Linked DNA regions of Gossypium hirsutum: regions 1 and 3 are each linked to region 2. Evidence: chromatin contacts called from public Hi-C data. All regions are on one chromosome and are shown on one strand. The core of a region is the stretch at or near the end of the contact, and the rest is flanking DNA. Distances in the headings are between cores, read along the strand shown. Region 1 holds the start of LOC107948832 (50S ribosomal protein L18). Region 2 holds the start of LOC107945996 (protein BONZAI 3). Region 3 holds the start of LOC107895009 (FRIGIDA-like protein 5).

Evidence for each region. A called contact is a pair of places that touch in the nucleus more often than the background predicts.
Region 1: a Hi-C map of leaf shows a contact between it and region 2, with 5 times the contacts expected there. The contact joins the promoter of LOC107948832 here to the promoter of LOC107945996 in region 2. A contact is called at or near these places in 17 of 34 Hi-C or Micro-C datasets (anther, callus, fibers and 4 more).
Region 3: a Hi-C map of leaf shows a contact between it and region 2, with 1.9 times the contacts expected there. The contact joins the promoter of LOC107895009 here to the promoter of LOC107945996 in region 2. A contact is called at or near these places in 2 of 34 Hi-C or Micro-C datasets (both in leaf).

Annotation. Positions count from the first base shown.
Region 1 is chrA13:68,267,828-68,272,710 of Gossypium_hirsutum_v2.1, forward strand. It overlaps LOC107948832 (50S ribosomal protein L18), which reads right to left and starts at 2,920. Exons shown (of 3, transcript XM_016883485.2): 1 at 2,784-2,920; 2 at 2,467-2,597; 3 at 795-1,345. The coding sequence starts at 2,790. The coding sequence ends at 893. LOC107948831 (bifunctional 3-dehydroquinate dehydratase/shikimate dehydrogenase, chloroplastic) reads right to left here. Exons shown (of 9, transcript XM_016883484.2): 8 at 4,511-4,824; 9 at 3,110-3,243. The coding sequence ends at 4,696.
Region 2 is chrA13:67,656,945-67,661,491 of Gossypium_hirsutum_v2.1, forward strand. It overlaps LOC107945996 (protein BONZAI 3), which reads right to left and starts at 2,768. Exons shown (of 16, transcript XM_016880184.2): 1 at 2,046-2,768; 2 at 587-634; 3 at 190-338; 4 at 1-9. The coding sequence starts at 2,201.
Region 3 is chrA13:68,334,210-68,338,980 of Gossypium_hirsutum_v2.1, forward strand. It overlaps LOC107895009 (FRIGIDA-like protein 5), which reads right to left and starts at 2,800. Exons shown (of 5, transcript XM_041085061.1): 1 at 2,639-2,800; 2 at 747-2,412; 3 at 1-159. The coding sequence starts at 2,334.

The sequences.
Region 1 (4,883 bases), core at 1,670-4,169, 610 kb after region 2:
ACGTTTCATCTCGTTGCTAAGATATCTAATTAGATCATCAATAATCGTTTAGAGACTGATAAATTTTCGGAGGGGAAAAAAACAATAGCAACCAATCAAAATTAACAACTTTTTTTTTTTTGAAAATAAGGAAAGAAAACCAGAGAACAAAAGATTTCTAAAAAGTCCGTCACATGCCCTTTTTTTTCTCCACAACCAAACAGAAGAGAGAAAATAAAATTACATTCCGCAAAAGGAAAAAAAGAAAAAAAAAACCTGGATTGAAGTCTAATTAGAGAAACATGTTATGGTTGTGAATTGGGGAAAGTGAAATTTCAGAAACAGAGAAAAAGAATACGAATTACTTCTAGGAAGCGTACCCTATTGAAGATATCGAATAACCCTTTTGTGACTTACTAGAACACCCTTTATGTGTATTGCTGTTACAAAAGTATCGAATATCGATCTGTGTTATCGAATTAAAAATCCATGTAAACTAAGCAAAGTTTAATCAATAGATGTGTTTCTTATTTTCTTTGAGAATATATAGATCTTAACCAAATATCCAATCTTTTATAAAATAACAAATATTATATTGAAACTGTTTTATATTTTTATATTAAGATTAAAATTCAAAATACCATAATTTTTTATATTTTAATTTATACCATCTACTCAGTTGAAAATAAGAAAACTTGATTAAGCATTAAGAATTCAAACTTATTTCCAAGCATAAACCCATATAATTTGCAATTACAAGCATCTCATTTGGAGGTATAAAATCAAAATGTAAATAGAAATGAGAGAGAAATACATCAGTCAAGCATATTCACAAGCTTAATTAAATAACACAAAATATCTTTCAAAAGGTTTGGGTAAAGAGTGTAAAGATCAATAACTGAATTCAAATCATTCAATCAAGATAAACTTTAATATCAATTCCATTATCAATGAGGGATTGAACCACAGCTCTGATTTTGCCTTCGAATTTGTCCCTCTCCCTGGGAGTATAAGAAGCTGTATACACATCGGCTTCTCTCGCTCTCTCAGCTAATATCCGCCCGATTGCCAAGCAAGCCGGAATGTCCGATCTGGATCTCAGTACTGCTTTAATGTCTTTCGAGTTTGTGCCTGCGACTGCAACTTGCTTACATGTCACCCTATGTGTGACAGAAGCGGAAACAAACCGCTTCGAGATGAAGACATCAAGTGTAAATGGTTCCATGTAGGCTTCGGTCCGTTGTTTAAATGAGACATGCTTGTTCGGATTCTTCGACTTTTTTCCTTTCTGATAAGTGTATGGCTTGCTATTATCATCATCAAGAAAATCCTCTACCCCAAAAAAACTTCTTGGTGAACAATGAAACTGTACAAGGGAAAATGTTGTATAAAGTCTGCAACTCTGAACTTCACAAGCTAATGAAGCAACACTTCGGCACAAGGGATAATATCACTAAAAAGGGGATAATATCAAACTATACACTTCTCAATATTTGAGCATTCAACAATAAATAAGAGACTATAAGGAAATCATGCATTTTGACAGACAAAAGAAAGAAAATTTTGCATGTTTTGCGGATAAATTGGACTACTCTTTAGACTTCATTATCAAACACACACATATATGCATATTACACCTTAGTTCAACAAGCCAATGCTTTTATTTTTTGCACATTGCATCTTAGGCATATAAGCATAGATTGATAATATGAATTGGACAGATGATGGGGTTGATTTGATGCAAACAGAGTTATACGCATGCAGATTAAGCAAAAGGAAATAGGAAGAAGGAATGAAGCAGGTATTTTTCTGGAAAAGTAGAACCTTTCAACTAGATTTACACAACTTCCTTCCAATTAACATATCAAATAAATGAACAGCTTATATACATCGTCGAACTAGATTCACACGATTTTCTTTGAATCAACACGTCAACAAAACAAAGATGCACGAACAGAGCTTATGTATTCCCTCTCTCATCTTTCAAATTTTCGTCTCCACGATTTTCAAACCCCTAATGCAGGCCATACTTTACTTTATGTTTACCGTATAGGTAGATGTTACAATAAGCTTTAAATCTCTCCAGTCCACCCTTTTTTGGAACATTACTAGCATCATAATTTCTTCAACAGGCACGCGGTCAGAGCCCTGGGCTCCGAGCACATGACTTCATGTTCTATTTCACTCCCCACAGGGTTCATTTTCTCATGGTACTACTTTGCTATCGAGGAGCATTTAGCCTTATTTCAGTCAACACCAGTTCAATTCTTTTATTCATCACGCTCATAAAGGACTTTGCCAAAAACAAGTTGCAAAATAAGATTTTTCATGTTTTGTTTCTTGAATTATCAAACTATGAACACAATCTCTGGAAAACAATGGTTAGTGGTTCTGGTTTTAATTGAAAAAAATCGAAGGATAAACGAATTGGGTATCCATAAAAAAAATCTGAAGTAAGATTTAAAAGAAAAAAAAAAAAGTACCTACCTGTCCAGCGTGAAAAGAAGTCGTGGGCAAGTACAAGCAAGGCAAAAGAAGTTTATCACCAGAATCTGAAACTACCCTTTTGCTCAACACCTTCCATATCGCTTGCTTCAACATCTTACAGACAACACCCCCTGAAAACCAGAAACGAATTGTATAAAGAAGCATTATATCGAACAGTTGAAGTGCATTGTTAAAACTAGAGTACAAACAAAGAAAAATGAGTCTTGCACGAAATGTGAGAAAAAAAAAAGTAAGAGGCGTTTTTGGTAGAATAAATGAAAGGGAGATGAAGAAGAAGAGAAGCAAGAGAGGTAAACCTGGCATAGATGGCAAATACAAAACTGGGAACAAACTTACTAAAGCTGGAGAACAAAGTTCCACCGTAAATAACTTCGCTTGGATACAAAGGAATATACGTATTATTTAAATATTAATAAAGTGGTAACCTATTAGCAGTCAAGGCCTTTTGATCTAGTGGAATGAATTTTGTCTAGGGTGTGAGAGTTCCCGGGTTCAATTCTCGCAATGCACTCTTTATTTCCGTTACCAAAGTATTTTAATTCAAATGAAAAAAAGAAAAAAAAAGCATATTATTTTCTCTTCATATATATATTTTAATACTTATCTTCAATGTTCCATGTCCAATACATTGAATCATGATTAAAAAATTCGGGAAATTATTAGAATTTTTCCATCAATTAATTTTATTCAAGTTTTAGTGTAATCCACTACATCAGAACTCGGACGTAATAATGTCCCGCTTAAACTCTTCAGGTGCTGCAAAACAAACAGAAATTAAAAACCATATTAACAACTTCCACACTAATGACATATATTTCTCCAGTATTAGGATGTACTTTTTTGGAAGAAATAACACAGATTATCACTCCAAACTAAAGAAAAAATTAAGAGGATTAAAAAGAAATATCCTCAAGTTAGATATATACATTTAGGTATAATTATGATAACAATTAGAGCCTTATTTAGAAAAGAACATGATATACCTATTATAGCAGTTTTATTAGATAAAAGATTTGAAAACCCGATAAAAGCACTTATTGGAGGAATACAGTCTAATTTACATACCGGTGTAATAGGATTTAAGGTTAAACCAAACTATTTTATATCTATTACAGACTCTCTAATAGAAGAGTGTTTATGTTTAAGAATTCAGACAAAAAATTCTGAAATAAGTGATTTAGCAGAAGATTTAGCAATAAGTTGGACTTCTATTAATGAATATACCAACACGGCAGAAGTAGAAATTAAAGAAATTAATAATAAAATAACTGAGTTATTTGAACCTAATAAATTTACTACAGAAATACAACCAAAATTACTACATCTAAAAGACCTATCAATACCAAAAGATTGGATGATTGATAGAATAAGTGGTACTAGTACTTCAAAACCTGTAAGTACTATAGAATATATGTCATCTGGAGATAGACTATATTTTAAAAATAATGCTATAATAAATACAAATGATAATCTAGTTTTACCTTCTAATTCTCAAATAGAGGAAGAAGAAGATAATATTAGTACAAATTCCACAACACCAATAGGTATGAAAACAGATCAAATACCTATTTTCCCTACTGAACCTAGTAGAAATTCTAGAAATACTAGAATGGAAGAAATACAATCTACTACTATTATTCAACAAATAAAAATAGAAAAAAATGATATTATTACATCTTCAAATTTCCAACCTAGGAAATATTATACATATATAAAAATTACACTTCAATTTAGATAAGTTTAGAAATGATAGTAACCTATGTTACTGTCGAATACAAATAAGGGTCCATTTTGTTTAATTTTCACAAAGTCTAGCTAAAAAGTTATTGCACATTTTCAAACATGGTATGATGATATGACCCTCTAAAGACTCCAAATACATGGTAGACCTTAAAAAGATAGAACATACTTATATAAAAAATGTACCCTTATCTAACATTCACACCCAGTCTGAGCAACCCAGTTCCATAAAGTTTAAGGTATAGTTTAAGATGATTAAACAGGTAAGAGATTGAAGAGATACCTTGTCGATCAGTGAACAGATTGAACTGAGAAACTGCCTGCCTTAGGAACATTTCAACTCCACTCACAGTTATTGCCCCAGCAGCCTCCGCTTCTTTCAACAAACTTGTTTTTCTAGGTGTATAAACAGCATCAAACACCAACTCATAATCCCCCAAAGTTTCCTGGTCAACTGGAATGCGCTGATCAGTATATGGATGCATTCCGAGCGTGTTCCATTCGCAAGGATTGCTCCTTTCTCCGGTCGGAAATTAATGACTTGTTCGAATGTTCGAGCTTCACCCAAGACAGCAGAAGCAAGAGATTTTGCTCTTTCTTTTCCACAAGAAAAAAAAGGGTTCAGAGCAGAATTGAAAATCATATCAGCATACAGG
Region 2 (4,547 bases), core at 1,518-4,017:
ACATGAAAACTGGAGCAGGAGGAAAGAGAGGAACATGAATCTCAAAATCCACACACAGAGACACACAAAACTACGATGTATCTTTTGTTTTTCTCTTTTTTTTTTTTGGGCGGGGGGGGCGCGGGGGAGAGGGAGGGCGATGGAGAACTCTGAAAGATGGATACTCTTAAGAAAAGATGTGAAGCTTACACCAAATTTTGAACAATCTCAAACTGATAAGAAACATTAATCTTCTCAATCCAAGTAGGATTCAAACAGTTGAGTACGACTTCAGTACGACCAAGCTCCTCTAGTGTGCCATCCATTTTCTTTACATACAGAACTGCCATAGGATCACTCTACAAGAAAACAAGAGCATTGCAATTTTGAAAGTCAACTTTTACTATGAGAAGCAAATCTTACTTGCAATGAAGGACCTGAATTTTCAGGTACTTCCTATGATGCACAACATGTTATATACCTCTTATTTTCAGACGTTAAACATCAATGAGTTACGTAGTTCATGTCATAAGTTTCTAATATTTTTCACTAGGAAATAATAAAGGCACTTGCCACAAAATGAAGGAAGATGTATCAAGAATCTTACCTTTGATATGATGTCAAGATTGCGCAAGTTTGATGCTGACAGAGATAACTGCAATGCACATTTGAAAAACATAAAAGCACCATAAGTGGCAGTGTTTTCGCATTATAACATTAATATGAACTATCCACTGCATCCAAAATTGTAATTGGATATAATAATTTATTCTACTATCCCAACAGCATCCATGAATCGTGTCCTTGCAACATTAAGATGCTTGGAAACAACTAATCACCCTTCATTAGGAAAACGGTAGGCTCATGATAGAGAACATAGAGCGCCAACATATACTCTTAGAGGAACATGACAATTTTAATATTCAATCACATTGAGCATGACCACAATCTCCCCAAATAATTTATATACCATTTTAAGTGCGTCTGGCCATGACAGTGACAGACCGTCACCAGAATAATACTTGGTTTCTAAGCATGAGATATGAATAGTCGATAGCTTGATGCATTCATTATAATAATCAGTATGTATTATTCCAGTAAAGAACGGTGAAATGTGCTATTGCTAAGAAGGGTCCAAATGGTTGTCCCCTGGTAGGCCCAAGCTAATAAAACATTCACATCAGCGAATGTGGTCCTATGTGCCCCAGCAAAATAAAAAATAATATAGTCATCCAGGGAATATAAACAAGGATAATAAAAACCACGTATAATGCCAAGCCCTTGCATATGAACAAACATTTATTTGATAAAGAATAAACCAATGATTAGGAACTTGTGTTTCCCGACTATTTGTACAAGAATCTAGAAAAGAGAATCTTGCACTGTTTCAACCAGGAAAACAATGATTAGGCCTTAAGTTCTAAAGTGGGTCGGTATAATTTAAAGCAGAAAGCCTAAACTTGCTGAGTAAATTGAAAAAGCCAATGATAACACATCAATTAATCCAGAAGAGAATAAGTCAAAAACATCTACTTTGCATGATGATTGATGCAGAGAAATAGTAAAAGATTTAGGGTTAACACGATAAGAACTACCATGAGCCCTAGAACCGCTGAAGATTGAACAGTAAACAATAGAAAAGAAACAATTCCAAGCAGTGGAAACATTCATTCAAAAGATCTCTTTAAATCTATGCTACTGCGACTCTTTTTCTTTTTTTTAATGTACATGTCCTGTAAATATGATCCTTTAAAAAACATCCAAATATATTAAAAAATCTGATTATACTTGTGTTGAGCATGTAATTATATCCCACGTTTGCAGTCAAGCCTAAATAATATAAACACGCTAAGAATCAAATAACCTCGTTAATCAATCCAACATAGGCAAAACACACACACAAACTAATGCGGTAATGCCATGGTAAAATCAATGTCAAATCTCAAAATTCCTTCTTAGTTAAGTGTAAACAAAGATGATTCTATTCTGATGCAAAACCCTTATAAAAAATTGTGAACCCAGCAATTTTAATTATAAACAAAAATATAGATAAAAAGTTATAGTACCTCAACTGGAGTAAAAAGAGGAGATTGACCTCTATCTCTGAAAAAGCGTTCAATGGCTTCGTTATATCCTGCGTCATTATTCATAGTGGGCCTACCATGAACCCCACCTATAGCTTGCTTGCCTCCTTTCAAGTCACCAGAAACGCAGCCTCCCATGTCCTTTTCAAATTAAAACCCTAATTATTTAAACTGATTCTTGAAGTTCAAAATTTGGTTTTTGCTTCCTAGTGCTTTTCGAGGAAATAGAGCCCTCTTAATAAAACAACAAAAGGGAATTGGTGGGGTTTAGGTTGCAGTGAAAAAGTTTTAGTGGACCCAAAAGAAAAACAGAAAATTTTGTCGACTAATTCAGGGATGAATCCCTTTCGGGTTTTGAAGGCGTTTCAAATGCCGTACGATCGAAGAATAATCAATATTAACAAAAAAAGAGTCAACTGGTAAAAAAAATACAACAAATTGTTCAAAGAAATACGATGAGTCAATCAAGGGAATCTTCACAAAATTTAATGTGTTTTTATATTAACAAGCAAAATGAAAGAGATTTTTCTCGAGAAAACCAATTTATGGTCGAAAATAAAAAAGAAAATAGATTCAAGAAGGTTGGCTGCTGCTGGGTGTCAATGTGTTTTAGGTTTAATATCCCTTTCCTGAAAAAACAAAAAAGATTAGGTCATTAAAAGTTGTAAAATTATCATGAAATATATCATATAATGGGAAGTTTCTAAGTTAAATGCTAATAATCAATTAAGATACTCTTCTTCTTTTTTTACATAAAATTAAAATCTTAATCAAACCCTAAAAAGAATTGCATTATATGATTAAATGCTAATAATCAATTAATATATCATATATTTCGAAGATATTCTTCTAAGTTAAATGCTAATAATCAATAAATATAAAATTAAAATCTTACATTCAATTACTAAAAAGAATTGCCATAATTGCATTATATGATTATATATATTTGTGGATTTAAACTTACGAATTATTTTCCGCTCTAGAGAGGTAAACTTATTCCTAGTTTAGGTAAAATTATGTTAATAATCAATAAATATATTTGTATCAAAACATTTTTATACTTCATTTTAAATAAAAATAAATAAATGGTTTTAAGCTTCATTAAATTCTATCTTATACTTTACGTTTTGTTTGATAAACTGTTAAAAAATTTAAATTAATTAATTTGATAATCTAAAATAAAAACACATCAAAATTTTCTATAAAGAAAATTGTAAAAAATGATAAGTAAACTAGAGCTATTGGAAAATATTTTCAATTATTTTATTTTTTAATATTTTATTATCCTATAAAAATTTTACTTTTAAAATCTATATTTACCAAACAATCTAATTATATTCTATAATAAATATTAAATAATTTATCAAATAAATTTCATGATTTAAATTCAGTACTTAATTTTTTAATTTAAAAAACAACACTTTAAATTTTCAAAATATTAATTTAATCAATTTGATTGAATACCACCAAATAAAATATAGTTTTTTTTATAATCAATTTAATATTCTAATAATAATTTTATATAAGAAAGAAAATCAAACAAATATTTACAATTTTTTCATTAATTTATATTATCCATACTGAATTCATAATTAATTATATTGAGGAAAAAATACCGAAACTTCAAAGATTTATCCTCAACAAATTACATATTTATTTTTATAAATATCATATCAACCAATACAATTAAGCATATCATTATTAAGATAGTAATTACAAAGGATTGTAATTCTCTAGACTTGGTTGGCAAAGTGTAATTATATCCTAAATTTTTATGTTATATTTTGGTAATACAAATTGTAATTACACAGTTACATAATTTATATTTTTAAAAAATATTAATTACTATAAAAATTATTAGTATGATAAAAATAATTTCTAAACAAGTAATAAAAATTAAAATCAAATCATCATATGTATTATGTCTAAAAAGTAGTCAATAATACAATTACTAATAAAAGAGAGAGAAAAATAAACATCATATGCAGTTTTATCTAATTGTTATATAACAAATGTAATACCCCACCCGTATTTGTTGTCGGAATAGGGTTCGAGGTATTACCGAAGTTTACAAATTAATTTAATTTTTTTAACTCAATATAACCTCTTTATAGATAACTAACCTACCCTGCAATTTTAAACCGAGACCAATCCACATCAACCAATCCAATTCAACATATTTTCAAGATAGATTCATGCATATTTATAAGATAACCTCATCACATACCAAAACCAAGATTTGTTAGTCATACCAATGGCTGACCTTACAATCATTTCACATTAACATTTACTATATTAGCTTATACATGCTATTGATTTCCAAAATAAAGTTTCTTTATATACCGAAATCTTGAGGTTGATACTGTGATATGTCTCCGACCGAATCCGACCTCCGAGCTCTTAACACTATAAAACAGGAGAAAAGGAAACAGGGTAAGCACTTTGTGCTTAGTAAGCTCATGTAACAAGAATTATACTAACCTA
Region 3 (4,771 bases), core at 1,550-4,049, 680 kb after region 2:
AATCTGGCTCATCTAAATGCTTATTGAGGATCCCCTGCAAATCCATTCCATCCATTGTAGCACCAACCACAAGATCAGCAGACAAAGCTTCACTTGCTCTGCAAATGATAAAATTTTCTGGATTTTCCGTTTTTATTTGATTAGGGATGATGGAGTTCACTAAGCACATGCAATAGAGAAGAAAAAGAGAGAGTTTAGTAAGAAAAGCAAAGTCTTAATTCTGCATTGCAATTACTAAAACATTCATAGCAGTGATGAGTTATTTCCATACGAGCATTACATATTTATATCAAGAAACTTTCTAAGAGCCAATGGCGGTGAATTATATCTCCAAGGTATATACAAGTTTTACTTTAGTATACTGCAACATCACGGACAACAAATGAGATTTCCTCACTTTATAACTAGAACAGCTAGAATAAAAAATGTCCTTCACAGGGTTGTTAAAATAGCGGATGGTTGCCCTAATATAGCAAAACATAATCATGTCACCTACAAGCCACCAAGCTTTCAAAATCTTCATATTGGCCATAGGGTGTAACTTCAACCATGGTTTTGAAATAGTAAACACAGTGAAATAAAGAGACTGAAAGTAAAGAACAATGAGCATGTCTTATGGTGCTCCACAACCACATAAAAAGAACAAAACACATCCTGTTTTGAATATGTACAGATACCTGAAACATATATGCAAGTCTGACTAACATAGCTATCAGTGAATTGATACATAAAAATAGAGAATCCACCTGATTCTGTGTTAGCTATTCCAACAGCCCGCGAGAAAAAAGAACTAGGATTCTTGCTGCTCGCTTGAGAGTGAAGGCCATTAGATTGTTTCTTCTCTTTCAATTCGAGTTCTTTACTTCTCTGTTCAACAGCCTTTTGGACGGAATCGAATCGGTTTTCCCTCAGTTCAAACTCCTTGACACGACCTTCAAATTGCCTCTTTTCTGTTTCCAGTTTTTCCAGGCCTTCCTCTAATGATCTTTTAAGCAAATCAAGATGCTTCTCCTTCATGTTAGCCTCCTGTAGTCGTTCACCGCATGCCTTTTCGACTAAATCCAGTTGCTTTTCTTTTGACTCAAGCGTGCCAGAGAGTTCCTCTTGAGATTTTTGTATTGCTTCAAGCTGCAGTTGTTTTGATTCAATTTCCTTGGTGCACTCCAAGATTGAGTTTTTAATTGAGGTAAGCTCTTCCTCCTTTGCTTCGAGCTGCTTGGAGCATCCTTCAATCCATATTTGAACCAAGCTGAGTTGTTTCTCTTTCAAATGGAGTTCTTGACTGAGTTCTTCCGTGGACATTTGTATAGCATTGAACTCTTGGTTTTTCAATTCGATATCCTTGGAACATAGTTTCACCCTTGCTTCAACTGATTTGAGCTCCTCCTTTGTTGATTCAAGTTGTTTTTCTCTCCTTAGAATCAATGTTTGGAGTGAACCAAGTTCATCATCTCTTGAATGAAGCTCTTGCAAGCGATGCCTAATTTTTTCATTGATCGACCCCAATTTCTTCTCCTTATAATCGAGTTTAGCAGCATGAACACAGATAGATTTGTCAAGTGCTTCATATTTTTCCCTTTTGGCTTCAAGTTCTTCCTCATAATCCTGAATCAAGGACTTGATTGAATCTAGCTTTTTCTCATTCTCATTAAGCTCTTTGCGCTGGTCCTCAACCATTTCTTGGCTTTGAACAAGTTCAGTCCGTTTCATATCGAGTTGATTAGAGCATTCCTTTATCGAGTTTTGCAAACATTCCAACTCCTCTTTCAACGCATCAGTTCCATTACTGGATTTTCGAATTTGTTCCTCAACCAAAATCAATTGTTTCTCCTTCCCTTCTAGCTTCTCACAACATTCACTTATCAACTTTTGCACAGAACACAATTGCTTGTTCTTCAAACTAAGCTCCTTAGAACAATCCTCAACCCATTTTCTAACCAAATCCAACTCCTGGTTTTTTGATTTAAACTCCGATGAACACTCTTCCAGCAATTTCCGCTTCCGATCAATTTCCTCTTCTTTAAACGTAAGCTCAACATTGCATTCGTCAACCTTTTTACTCAACAAACTTAATTCAATTTCTTTCAAACCAATCTCTTCTTGTCTTTCCCTCGATACTCTCATAGTAGTTTCAAGCTCTTTTTCTCGCAACTCGAAAACAGCAACCCTTTCCTCAATTTTCTGTTGAATCGAATCAAAATGACTCTCCAATTCTTTCCATTGTAAAGTAAACAACAGAACTGAAGACGCTAGACCTTTGGCTTGCTCAAGTGACTTACGAAGGTTCTCGCTCTTTAACTCACCAAGTCTCAACTCTGTCTTAAGATCCTCCATTGAAGGAAACCCCTCCCCCCCAAACAGAAACTTTTCCACTGTTAAAAAGTATATAAAACCAACAATTGCAAAACCCGGCTGCCAAAAAAAAAGGAGCAAGTTTTGAGCTCTTTTTTTTTTCAAAAAAAATAGTCTGTTATTTTAAATGCTTTAAGAGAAACTCAAATGCAAAACCCAGGTTCAGAAACCAAAAAGTTCAGGCCATATTCAAAAAAAACGTAAAGCAAAGCAAAACAGAGATATAAAGGACAATGCGAAAGAAAAAAGAAATAAAAAAAAAAAGGAAAAGCAGAAAGTGACGAACCTAGTTAAGGTTTTTGGCACAGTTTAAAAGAAACAAAGAAACCCTAAGGTGGGAAGAAAGGGAGAGATTTTTTTGTATGTAAATTTTGATGGTACTGTGGTGAGAAGATTTTGTTAACGACCAGAATTATTTCTGCGTAAGGAGTCTTTTCCTTTTCTGCCTAGACTAGCCCTTTTGGTAAAATATTCCATTATTAGTTCATGTAATTTTATCAAATTTGATATTTAATCCCTATACTTTAAAATTATAATTGAATCCTTCTACTTTTTCATCTTTAAAGGTTTAATCCAATTTTAATTTAATACATTTATTTTTTATTAACATGTCATATAAGAACAACTTAATTAATATGCCAAACTTGACAAAATTGTACAATAAATACTAACGATTTTAATTATTAGACTTTAATTCATAAAAATAAAATTTAAGAGGATTTAATTTTCAAGTTTTCAAATATAGAAACAAAATCTAAAATTTTTTCAAAATATAAAATATTTTAACTAATAAATTTAAAAAAGTTGAACCAATCCGGATCTAACTCCATTCATATTTAGTGCATGTTTAGTATTGTTTAAAAAAAAACCCTCTTAACCCCAAAAGCACTTTTAGAAGAAAAATTGTGTTAAACAAGTTGTTTTTTTGCTTAAATTTTTTACTTTTCAAAAGCATTTTAAAAAGCATTTCTGAGAAGAAAAAGTTAAAATTTTTAGTTTTTTCTCTCCCAAATATACTTTTAGTGTTTAATTACTTTTTTTATCCTTCCAATAACATAGTACTTTCTTTTTTTTTCCCAGTGCTTAATTACAAATGTATTAAAATTATTAATTAAAAATAAAAAATATTTTTTTAAATACTAATTATAAATATTTAATTATAAATATTTAATGGTTATATTTAAATATTTAAAATATAGTTTATATATTCTAATTAAATTTTATAAATATTTAAAATTTATATTTCATATAATAAAATATTAACAAGTTATAGTAAAAAAAATTTTATTCTCACTAAAATATAATAATATTAACTAATTTAAACATTATTTAAATGTATATTTGTTACTTGATAATAATATGTCTAAAATGAATATTTTATTTCTCAAAAATACTTTTTGACAACAATGCTAAACACTCAAATTTTTAACCAAAATTTTCAAAAATACTTCTCAAAAGCACTTTCTTACGGCACTTTTCGAAAGCATTGCTAAAATAACCCTTAGTACCACATAGCCTTCTATTCATATTTTCATAAAAGAAATCTATAAAACATAGACAAATAACACACAATAAGCTTTATAGCTTAGTAAGTTCGTAAGTGAATATATCAATTCATCAAATAAATGCAATTTAGCTATTTTCACATTACCAAATCAAAATCACATTAACCACGAACCTTTATCATGTCTCAAAACATGATCAAATACCATCTCATTGAACTTGTTCAATGTAATACTTGAATAGGTTTTGTACGTACCTATACCACCTCGTACTAACCTCTTTCTCAACTACGTCATTCTCTACCCATTGAACCATTTTAAATAGAAGTCGAATACTCAAGATCTCAATTGATAAGTACCTATACCATGGCTCGTAGCCAAATCAAGGTAACTTATCCCGGAGTACCTACACCATGGCCCGTAGCCAAATTAAGGTAACTCCTCACTGAAATACCTATACCATGGCCCGTAGTCAAATCAAAGGATCACTCTCACCCGGAGTGCCGATATCATTGCCCGAAGCCAACACAATAGCCTAATGACATGTCATTAGCATCCTAATTATTCCTAAGGTTTAACCGAGAAGTTTCGCTTGTCTATTTCATTGTCGAACACATCCATATAGTTGTATTCACAATTCAAACATTATCTGTAGTCTCACAATCACATTTTATGCAATACCAAAGCATATAACATACATTTATAACAAAATTATCACATACAAACTTACCTCGTACTCGGAATTGACAAATTGGATCAATTACTCAATAACTTTTGGTTTCCCACGATCTAAATCTGAATTCTTTCTTTCTTGATTTATATGTATTCAAAATTAGTCCATTTAGTCAACTACTCATTCAATTTAATCTTTAAACACATATTTGAGTATTTTTACATTTTAGCCCTAAACTTTCACA